Linked DNA regions of Sus scrofa: regions 1 and 2 are each linked to region 3. The links are chromatin contacts, called in public Hi-C maps. All regions are on one chromosome and are shown on one strand. The core of a region is the stretch at or near the end of the contact, and the rest is flanking DNA. Distances in the headings are between cores, read along the strand shown. Region 1 has its middle 47 kb from the start of MFGE8. Region 2 holds the start of ABHD2 (monoacylglycerol lipase ABHD2). Region 3 holds the start of HAPLN3 (hyaluronan and proteoglycan link protein 3).

Region 1 (2,949 bases), core at 441-2,940, 64 kb before region 3:
AGCAAGCCCACACTGGAGCCTTGTCCAGTTCCCCAGCCTGCAGTTCTTAGCATCGGCTTGTTCCTCTTTTGGAAAATTAGAACAACATTTGCCTATTTCCAGTCAGGTGGCGCCTCGCCCATTCTTAAAAATTCCTCAAAGATTACAAACATTGGTGGGGCCTTGGAACATAACCAAAGCAGGCCTTGTTGACTTTAGAGGATTTAAAAATTTTTCTTTTTTAAAAATAAGCCTCACCTCATTCTGGGCTTTATTTCTCCCCACATGTTCTTCTGATGCTCTATCACCATTTAAAAAATAATCACCTTGACTCTAAACTTCAGATTAGGTTTCACTTTTCCTTCTCACACATCCCATCCCCAGCCTACATCTAACCAATGGAGAATCCCACCATAGTTGTGTGGTCTTAGGCAAAACAATGAAACTCTCTGTGCCTTAGTATTGCCTTCTATAAAATGAGAAACTTAAACTGGCTGGTCACCAAATTTCCTTCTCGAGCTAAGTTTTGGGGTTAAGGATTCTTTTGACAATTGGTTAAAAACCATGGACACTCATTCTAGAAAAAACGATCACATGGCTTATGCTGGCTTAGAGACACGACCTCATACCTTGTTTTGGCTGCCAAGACCACTATTTCCCCTTCTTTCAGGGGACATTTCTCCCTGCATGCCAGCTACTAGACTCTAAATGGGCTACCAATAAAAGTACTCTGCCTAGGAGTTCCCATCATGGCGCAGCGGTTAACGAACCTGACTAGCATCCATGAGGACGTGGATTCAATTCCTGGCCTCTCTCAATTCAATTCCTGGTTAAGGATCTGGCACTGCAGTGAGCTGTGATGTAGGTCGCAGATGTGGCTCGGATCCCGAGTTGCTGTGGCTGTGGCATAGACAGGTGGCTACAGCACCGATTTGACCCCTAACCTGGAAACCTCCATATGCCTTCAGTGTAGCCCTAAAAAAAAAAAAAAAGTACTCTGCCCATAAGAGTGGGGTGTCAAGACCTTTTTTGCTTTGTTCTTTTCATTTTTCTCCTTCTGAATAGAACCAGAAGGGAAGAATTATTTTCCTCTTTGGTAGAAAGCCAAGGTGTGAGTCCAGATCTGCTGGGGCCGTTTTCCTGCTTTGCAGAGAAAGCCCTTCTGTGTAGACCACAGGGAAGGAGAAAGCCTGGGGGTGAAGGGAAGAGGTGAGAGCAGTCCCCAGGCATTTCAGGCCTGGATTCAGCTGTCCCTGGGGCTGACCCATTCTTATCCATCCAATCCTTTGGTTCAATGAACCAATATTTTGTTTGTTTGTTTGTGTGAGTTTGTATGACTGGCATTTACAGCAGAACGAGTCCTGGTTAGCACAGATGCAACCTTACCCTACTTTGTACCACGGACCCTTATAGTTTAATACTGTCCCCTTACTTGTCCTCACTGTCCTCACAAGTCTAGCTAAGCTCTTTTAAGGCACTTTTAAAATACCTCAGGGACTCAGCTGGTTTTGATGGAATTAAACAGAATTTTAATTATTTCCTCCTATGGACTCGTGTCATCACCCCCCCCTCTCCCGGAAAACCATTATGTTTTAGGAGGACAAGGACATTGTTTTCTACGTTTTGAAAACTCCTGAAATGTCTTCTGCACACAGCAGGAGCTCACAGAGCGCTGGGGGTTGTGGTGGCAGTAACCACAACGCTGGGGGAGGAGCTCACTAACCTCACGCTCTGGAACATTCTTAAACACGCTCTGCGTGCTGGCACTAGAGACAGCAGGACACGGTCACAGGCAACAGAGCCCCTCTGCCCCGCAGTCCAGCCTGGAAGCTGAGGGTACACGTGACTCCCCACCACGCCTCCAGGGAATTCCAGTCAGCCCTGGCGAAAGAGCACAGCAGCTTCTGGAACTTCCCCCAAGAATGGAGCCCTGCGCAGCCAGAGCCTAAATACGGTCAGCCCGTGGCTACAGCAAGCGTCTGTTTTTAATACAAGAGCCAGAGTGGCCTGACCTGGTTAGTAACTCCTGTTCTGGGAAGCTCCTGAAATTAAAGCGAGGCTGCTGGGCGCACACACATGTAGGCACACCAAAGACTTGTAAGCAAATAGCATGCTTTACCTCCCATTGTAACTGCCACTTTTCAAAAACATGTTCTCAAGCAATAGATCTTACAAGCACATTTACTGTGGTGAGCGTGTGGGGAGGTGAGGGTGGATGTGTGACGGGGTGACAGCGTCAGGGAAGCGTTCTGTCTTGCAAAAGAGTCCCTCATAGAATCCGAAGCTGGGGTGGTTGAGAGGAGGTGAGAAACCAGTGGGTCCTGTCAGCCACTAGAGGGCGCTGGGGAGAAGCACATAGCAAATTTGGGCGGGTGTCACAGTTTCCTCACTGCATCTCAAAGGCCAGAGGTGGGGCCCCTTTTTACAGCTGGAGATCAAGGCACGTGGCCAGTGGGGATTGAGTAGGAACACAACTGCACACCCAGTGTGGTGCTTTGGGCGTTTCATAGCTTCCGCTACCAGGAAAGTGCAGGGAAGTGCTACCTTTGCGGTTAAGCTGGAACAGCCCTAGGGATGTCTCTTAGCTTCATTTTCATTCTAAATCGGTCCTCTTTGTCCTAGCCAGTTCTCCAGACCCTAAGCCAAATCTGAGTGTTCCTTATGGCTCACTCGGGTACTGAGGGCAGGCCCCCCCGGGCATTGAGGGGATTAGGTAAATGTGGGGAAGGAGAGAGAAGGCAGTCATTTCTACCTACAATGGCCCCCTTGTCTTCCTTGATGGCGGTAGCGGAAGACCTGCTCTGACCAAGAGCAGCCTCAGTTTTTCCAGGTGAGTGGGTGTCCAGGAAGTGCCCACAGAATTGCCTCCGGGAGAGTGAGTCATTTATTGGGAAAATGGTGAAAGAACTTACTCACCAAGACTATGGAGTGGGTTTACCCAGGAACAGGAAGTGTGTCTTTTTCCGTTGC
Region 2 (2,865 bases), core at 232-2,731, 120 kb before region 3:
CTTGCTTTCTAACTGGTTACTCAAAGGTTAATTCATCCTAAAACAGATAAAATGTTGTGCTAAGGTTCTGCTTCTGCCTCCTGACCTTCAGAAGATTATTATTCTACTCTATTCAGGCAAATGACAGGGGGCAGTGAAAGGGGGCTACTGGATGGCTTCTCTTTTGGACTCTAAAAAGCTCGGGGCCAGATCACATTAACTCTGCCAAACCTACAGTCTCCCACCCCCACCCCGGCAACTCTCCTGAGTCTGATCTTGGAGCCTGCCTTTGGATCTGGTTACTGGAATGCAAGTCAAACTAACACACTGGAGGTGGAGCAACCAAGAGAGAGGAATTAGGAAGATGATTAGAGGCAGCCCACGTAGTTCAAATTAAGGAGTTTCATGATGGCTAAATAAGCTACTTGGCAGGGTCCATTCTCTTTGCTAGCACAGACTCTTGAGAGTTGAGACCACACAACATCCACTTTCAAACTAATGGACCCCCAGCAGTACTCTTCTCAAGGTAGGCATTAAAGGTCACCCAGAGTGCCTCTGTGAGTGGAGAAGGGCCTTACAGGTGGGTCATGCAGTCTTCCCTTTCGAGTCCTTTCTAAGCATCCCTGACAGGTGGCTGTCACTTGGCCTCTGCCTGGTCACTTCCAAGGTCGAGATGGTGACTGCCTCGCCTAGCAGGGCCTGCTGCTGGACAGCTCTCACTGTGGGGAAAGATCACGAAGAGCCTAGAAAGGTGCCGGGCGCAGGGCCGAGCTCCCTAAGTGCGCCTCCAAGTGGGTCAAAAGCTACCTCCCAACTTGAACCTATCAGTCCTGGGTGCGCCTCTTGAGCCCAGAAACACAGAGGGCCCTCCGGTATTCCGGGTTTGTAATTAGGCCCCCGGCCCTCTCCCTATAGGCGCGGGTCCCATATCTCCTTCACCAAGACCCCTGCCTCAGACCCCAGAGGTCCCAAGGGTGCGCACGGATGCAGGAATGGCTGGCAGGGAGGCCGCAGTCGGGAATGTCCCCAGCCTCTGTGCCCGAGGCGAGAGGGGACAAAGAGCTTTCAGGAAGGCGTACCCCACCCAATGTGATCCAGGCTGCTTCCCTCCCCGACGGCCCTGGGGACCCCCGAGGCGCCAGGTGACAGGCCCCCGAGGATCCCGAGCCGCAGGCAACGGCGCGATGGGCCGAGCCACGACAGGACCGCGGGGCTCAGGGGTTTAGCCCAACTGATCCGGGGCTCGATCGCGGCTTAGCGGAGCTAGCTCGACCGTGGCTTTACCTGAGCGCGGTTGACTACAGCGGCCCAGCTCGCCCTCAGTCCAGTCTCCGCAGCTCCGCCGCTGCCGCCGGCGCTCATGGAAATGCAGCCGGAACCCCTGGCCAGTGCAGCTCCCGCCGCTACCGGCCCCGCCCAAGCAACTGCCGCCCCGCCCCTGACGACCGCTTCTACCACGCCCCTAACCACGGAAACTAGCCCGTTCATTGGGCCGCCCGGCTTCTGCTCTATGAGCCCCGAGGGCTTTTTACATCCAGAGGGTAGCCCATTGGTCAGGGGACCTACTCCTCAGAGTGGAGGCGGAGCCCTCAGCCGAGAGCTCCACGACAATTGGTTATTCTTGACGTCTTTAGCCAGTGGGTCAAGACGCTATAGGATAAAGCCAGCCTGGAGTGGGCAGGGCAAAGATAAGAGCGCGGAAAGCTGGGTAGTGGTTGATGTTGATGGAGGCGGGGTACCGAGAGGGAGGCATTTGTGACCGCAGCTGGTTTGGGGGGCTGGGTAAGGTCAGACGTCTTCTGGGGCTGGGAGGAGGGAGGCTGGCTGGTAGCTCAGCTGCCGGGCTTGAAGGCTCCAGGTCGACTGCTGGACTCACCTGTAGTTCAGGACACTGGTGGCAAGATTTGGGGCTCGTGTCCCAGGAGAGAGGAGGGAAGTTAGTGAGTCACCAAGCCATAAGGAGAAGAAAGGATGTGAAGGCAGCAGCCTCTGGCCTCTGCCAGCTAGGGAAGGATGATGGGGACGTGGCAGGCAGGGTGGACCTCAGTCATTGTCCCACTGTCCTTTCAGCTCTTAAGATGACCCTTGCTCAGTTGAAAGCAGCCTGGAAGAACGTAGCCTTCGGAAGCAGATCTTAGAGTTGGAATCCCTCTTGGTGTGTACAGGTTGCATGGCCCTGAGCAAGTCATTTAATTTTTCTGCATGCATCCTGATTATTTTTCATTTGGCAACTGGGAGTAACAACAGTAGTTAATGAGAAGTTTAAATAATTCTGGTAAACACTAACAGTGCCTGGCACTCAGTAGGCGTTCAATCAAGACTGGTTCCCCATCCACTTACCCATTGGTTTGTGGAACTAAGTCCAATTCTAAAATTCTATGAGTCTGAAACTGCTTTTGCAATGGCATGTGCTTTTACCAAGAAGAGAACACTTGACTAGCTTGAAAAGCAAATGCTTAAGGGCAGAGAGGGCTACCCTGCCAAGGCACAGTAGGGCTGGAAGAGAGAGAGCAAGGAATGAGATGGGAGTTGTGATTTTAGCCAGAGAAGGAAAGTGGTATTTGCATTCATGTTAATTTTTTCAACATATTTCAGGATTTTGAAAAATGGAGCTTCCTTTTTCCTGTTCACCCAACCATGTGTCCAGTGGCTCAAGTTTCGTGGAGTGAGACCACATATCCTTTGGAAGGCTGATCAGCACTGCACCAGAAACCACTGCATAAAATCTGTCAGGAACTCCTGAAGCCCATTCCCCATTCCGAAGCTATGGAAGTCCTAGAATATGAATGGAAATAGCCTCTCAAGGCTATTTCCCAGCTCCTTTGGGCCTACCTTTGAGAGAACCCATACCATGGTGCTCTCGAGGGAAGAAGGAGAAAGAATCCT
Region 3 (2,861 bases), core at 243-2,742:
ACTGGCAGACAGTGGAAGAAGCATCTTTCACCATGCCCCAGCCCTTTCGACCCCCGCATCTCTGCTCTGGGGTGGTTCTGCTTCCCCCAGAATTAATTGTGGTTCAAGCCTTGTTAGAACCCAGGAATCCCACCTGCAGAGGGGGAAACAGAGCTTCACTCCCATGTGTCAACTTGTCCCTCTTTGAGGCATTGAATTTTCTGCAGGCCAGACTCATTGGCTGGCTGGCAGGGTGGTCTGGTGAGCAGTGGTCACAAGTCCCCCACCTGGCCCAGGAGACCCAAGGTGACCCCAGAATTGCCTAAGCCACCTCTCAGTCCCTTCTTCCACTCCTCTTTGCAGCCTTGGATGTGTTGGCCTTCTGAAAGTCCCCCTCCTGGGACCCTGGACTGGGGGCCCCTCATTTCTGACCCCTTCTGCCCTAGGCTGTTGCTGAGCAGGCACCTCCACTTCACCAGCATTCACCATCACCTCTGCAGATTGAGGTTTTTATTCCTGACAGCAGTCCTGAGAGCCAGCTCTGAGATTCCACCTACTGGCCAGTCCTGCCACTGGCTGGGATGTTGAGCTTGCTTCGTTGTAGCAAAACTGACCTTCTCAGCTGTCCATTCCTCTCCCTACCCCTGTGGCTGTCCCTACCCCTGTGGGCCCTTGACCCACCGCTCCCGGGAGTCGAGTCTCCTTTCCGTTCCTGGTTTTAATAGAGTGGAGGGGTTAGGAGCACAAGGCCTCAAGTCAAGAGGACCTGGGTTCAAATCCTGGCTCTTGAGTGCCCTTGGGCAATTTCCTTAAACCTCCCTGGGCCTCAGTTTCCCTGTTTGTAAAGTGGGAGGAATAGGACCTACTCCATGGTCTTGGAACTGATGGAGAGAATGTATGCAAACACCTATGCAAAGCCTGGTGGCAGAGAAGCTTGTGAGTTTCCTCCTTGGAACTCATGTCCTGTTTTTTTTCTCTTGCCAGTCCTCTTGCGTCCAGTGCTCAGACGGGTCTCTCTTCCTTGTGGAGGAACCTTCATTGGTTCCCTTTTGTTCATCATGCTGCCATTCACTTTGGTGCAATTTAATCTCATCCACCGCAGCTCTTCATGCTGTGATTTACTCCTGGCTGCGTGTGTGCAACACCCCCCACACACACACACACCCCCACACGGGCTGTCAAAATTGTGTTTAGAAAGAGGCTCTGGGTTCAGTGACCACTTGGCCAGCTCCCAGCCGAGGCTGAAGGACCTCCTGAGGCTTTGCTGCTGCGGAAATGATAGGGCTGTCCAGGCCAAGCCTCCCCGTCGATCTGGAGGGGAAAAAAATCACCCCGTCCAAACAGAGGCATCCTGGGAAGTGGCTGCCTGATGGCCTTGCTGACAGGTCAGGCGTCTAAGGCAGGGTTCCGCCCCTGTTAGAGGGCCAATCAGAAGGCCCATCGCTCCTGCGGGGCCTCTGGCAGCACCATCCCTTATCCCTTGGATCCCCTTCCCCCAGGGCTGCTCATTCAAGCCCCGCCTACCAGAGGCCGCGTGCCTGTACCTGACCGTGAGTGAGGAGGTTGGCGGGCCATTTCCGGTGGCCAAATTCCGGGGCAGGAGGACTGTCAGCGACCCCTTGCCTTCTATGGGGGACAAGGCAGGCATATAGCATGCTCAGCCCTCCCTCTCCTGCAGGTGGGGGGCAGTCGGAGCCTGCCTGCCGAGGGTGGAGAGGGGCTCCTCCTGCTTAGTCCCATGGCTTTTGGCAAAGCCAGAACGTTCTAATGAGACCCTCCCTCTACAGAGGCTCCTCTTCCATCCCCCCGCACCTCCTTCCCCCAGATGGGACAGCCGCTCAAGGCCCGGACCCTCCTCCCTTCACCGCACGGCCGGCAGTTCCGAGGGTTGGGGGTGGTCCCCGGCCGAGCCTGGAGACAGCCCGCGTCGGTAGGCACCTCCTCCCTTGGGCTGGGCCCAGAGGGCAGGAAAAAGGGGCGTGTGTTTCTTTAAGGAGTTGGCTCTTTAAAGAAGCGCGGGGGTTTGTTCGCAGCCCCTTCCCTTCAGGCCGTTCAAGACCCTCAAATCTGTCCGCTTCCTCGGACCTGGTCAGCTTGCAGCCAGGAGCACTCGAGACGTCAAGAGCCAGACGCCTGGGGACGGTACGTGGCTCGGGTGGCCTGGCTCCTGGGACCCCTTTGGGCCAGTTCCGCCCTTTCTGCTTTGGGTCTCCCGCAGGCCCATTGCGTCCCAGGGCAGGGGCTGGGGACGCAGGCAGGAGGAGTGCGCTGGGCACCGCGGAGCCGGGGCCGAGCTGGTCGCAGGCTGGGGTGCCAGGCTGGGAGCCTTGCGGGGCGCGAGCTGACTTGCGTTAGACCCTGTGCACAGACCTTTGTGGGAGAGGAGACAAATCCCAAGGGAAACCCGTGGCCTCGGAGACCACTGCCCGGTCCAGCCCCTTTCCCTCTGGGAGCCACCAGGTCCCTTCCGATCTCATCCAGTCTCGGGCCTGCAGCCTCCACCACAGCGATCCGGGCTCTGCCCCCAGGCATGTGTCGGATCCTCTGGGGCCCCAGGAACCCTGGGAGGGCTGGGGACACCTCCTAAGGCAGAGCGGGCAAGCGAAGTGCGCCTTTCGGCATCGCCGGTCTGCTCTGGCTGTTCCAGGGCAAACGCAGCAGGTGCTGTCGGTTTCGGGCTTGGATTCGCCGGGGTCTCTATCTCAGGCACAGCAGAGGGGCCGGGAGGGTGGCGAGTGGGGAGCCCTGGGTGGGAGATGCGTTGCTCAGGGAGGAATTCAGGGCTCGTAAGCAGCCTGGAAGGAAACGGCGCAGAGCACTTGGACCCAGCTCTGTCATCGACTCCCTGGGTGGACCCGACCTGTGACCCAGCCTGGTGTCCA

Evidence for each region. A called contact is a pair of places that touch in the nucleus more often than the background predicts.
Region 1: a contact with region 3 is called in a Hi-C map of subcutaneous adipose tissue, with 2.2 times the contacts expected there. The contact joins the enhancer-like site here to the promoter of HAPLN3 in region 3. A contact is called at or near these places in 2 of 5 promoter capture datasets (fetal skeletal muscle and liver), 16 of 47 Hi-C or Micro-C datasets (alveolar macrophages, embryonic fibroblasts, epiblast stem cells and 9 more) and 1 of 2 datasets of contacts at active chromatin or transcription factors (skeletal muscle).
Region 2: a contact with region 3 is called in a Hi-C map of liver, with 4 times the contacts expected there. The contact joins the promoter of ABHD2 here to the promoter of HAPLN3 in region 3. A contact is called at or near these places in 2 of 47 Hi-C or Micro-C datasets (heart right ventricle and liver).

The regions. Positions count from the first base shown.
Region 1 is chr7:54,600,287-54,603,235 of Sscrofa11.1, reverse strand. No RefSeq gene overlaps it. Among named protein-coding and RNA genes, the nearest start is that of MFGE8, 47 kb to the right of the region's middle. Within about 2 kb of position 1,690, at least 40 of the 83 cell types and tissues checked have an H3K27ac peak or open chromatin away from gene starts, as enhancers often do. A contact at or near this core is called in alveolar macrophages, embryonic fibroblasts, fetal liver and 4 more, where this site is marked.
Region 2 is chr7:54,654,310-54,657,174 of Sscrofa11.1, reverse strand. ABHD2 (monoacylglycerol lipase ABHD2) reads right to left here and starts at 1,481. Exons shown (of 11, transcript XM_001925989.7): 1 at 1,264-1,481. It also overlaps LOC102161272.
Region 3 is chr7:54,536,060-54,538,920 of Sscrofa11.1, reverse strand. HAPLN3 (hyaluronan and proteoglycan link protein 3) reads left to right here and starts at 1,492. Exons shown (of 6, transcript XM_001925622.7): 1 at 1,492-1,909; 2 at 2,013-2,121. The coding sequence starts at 1,747.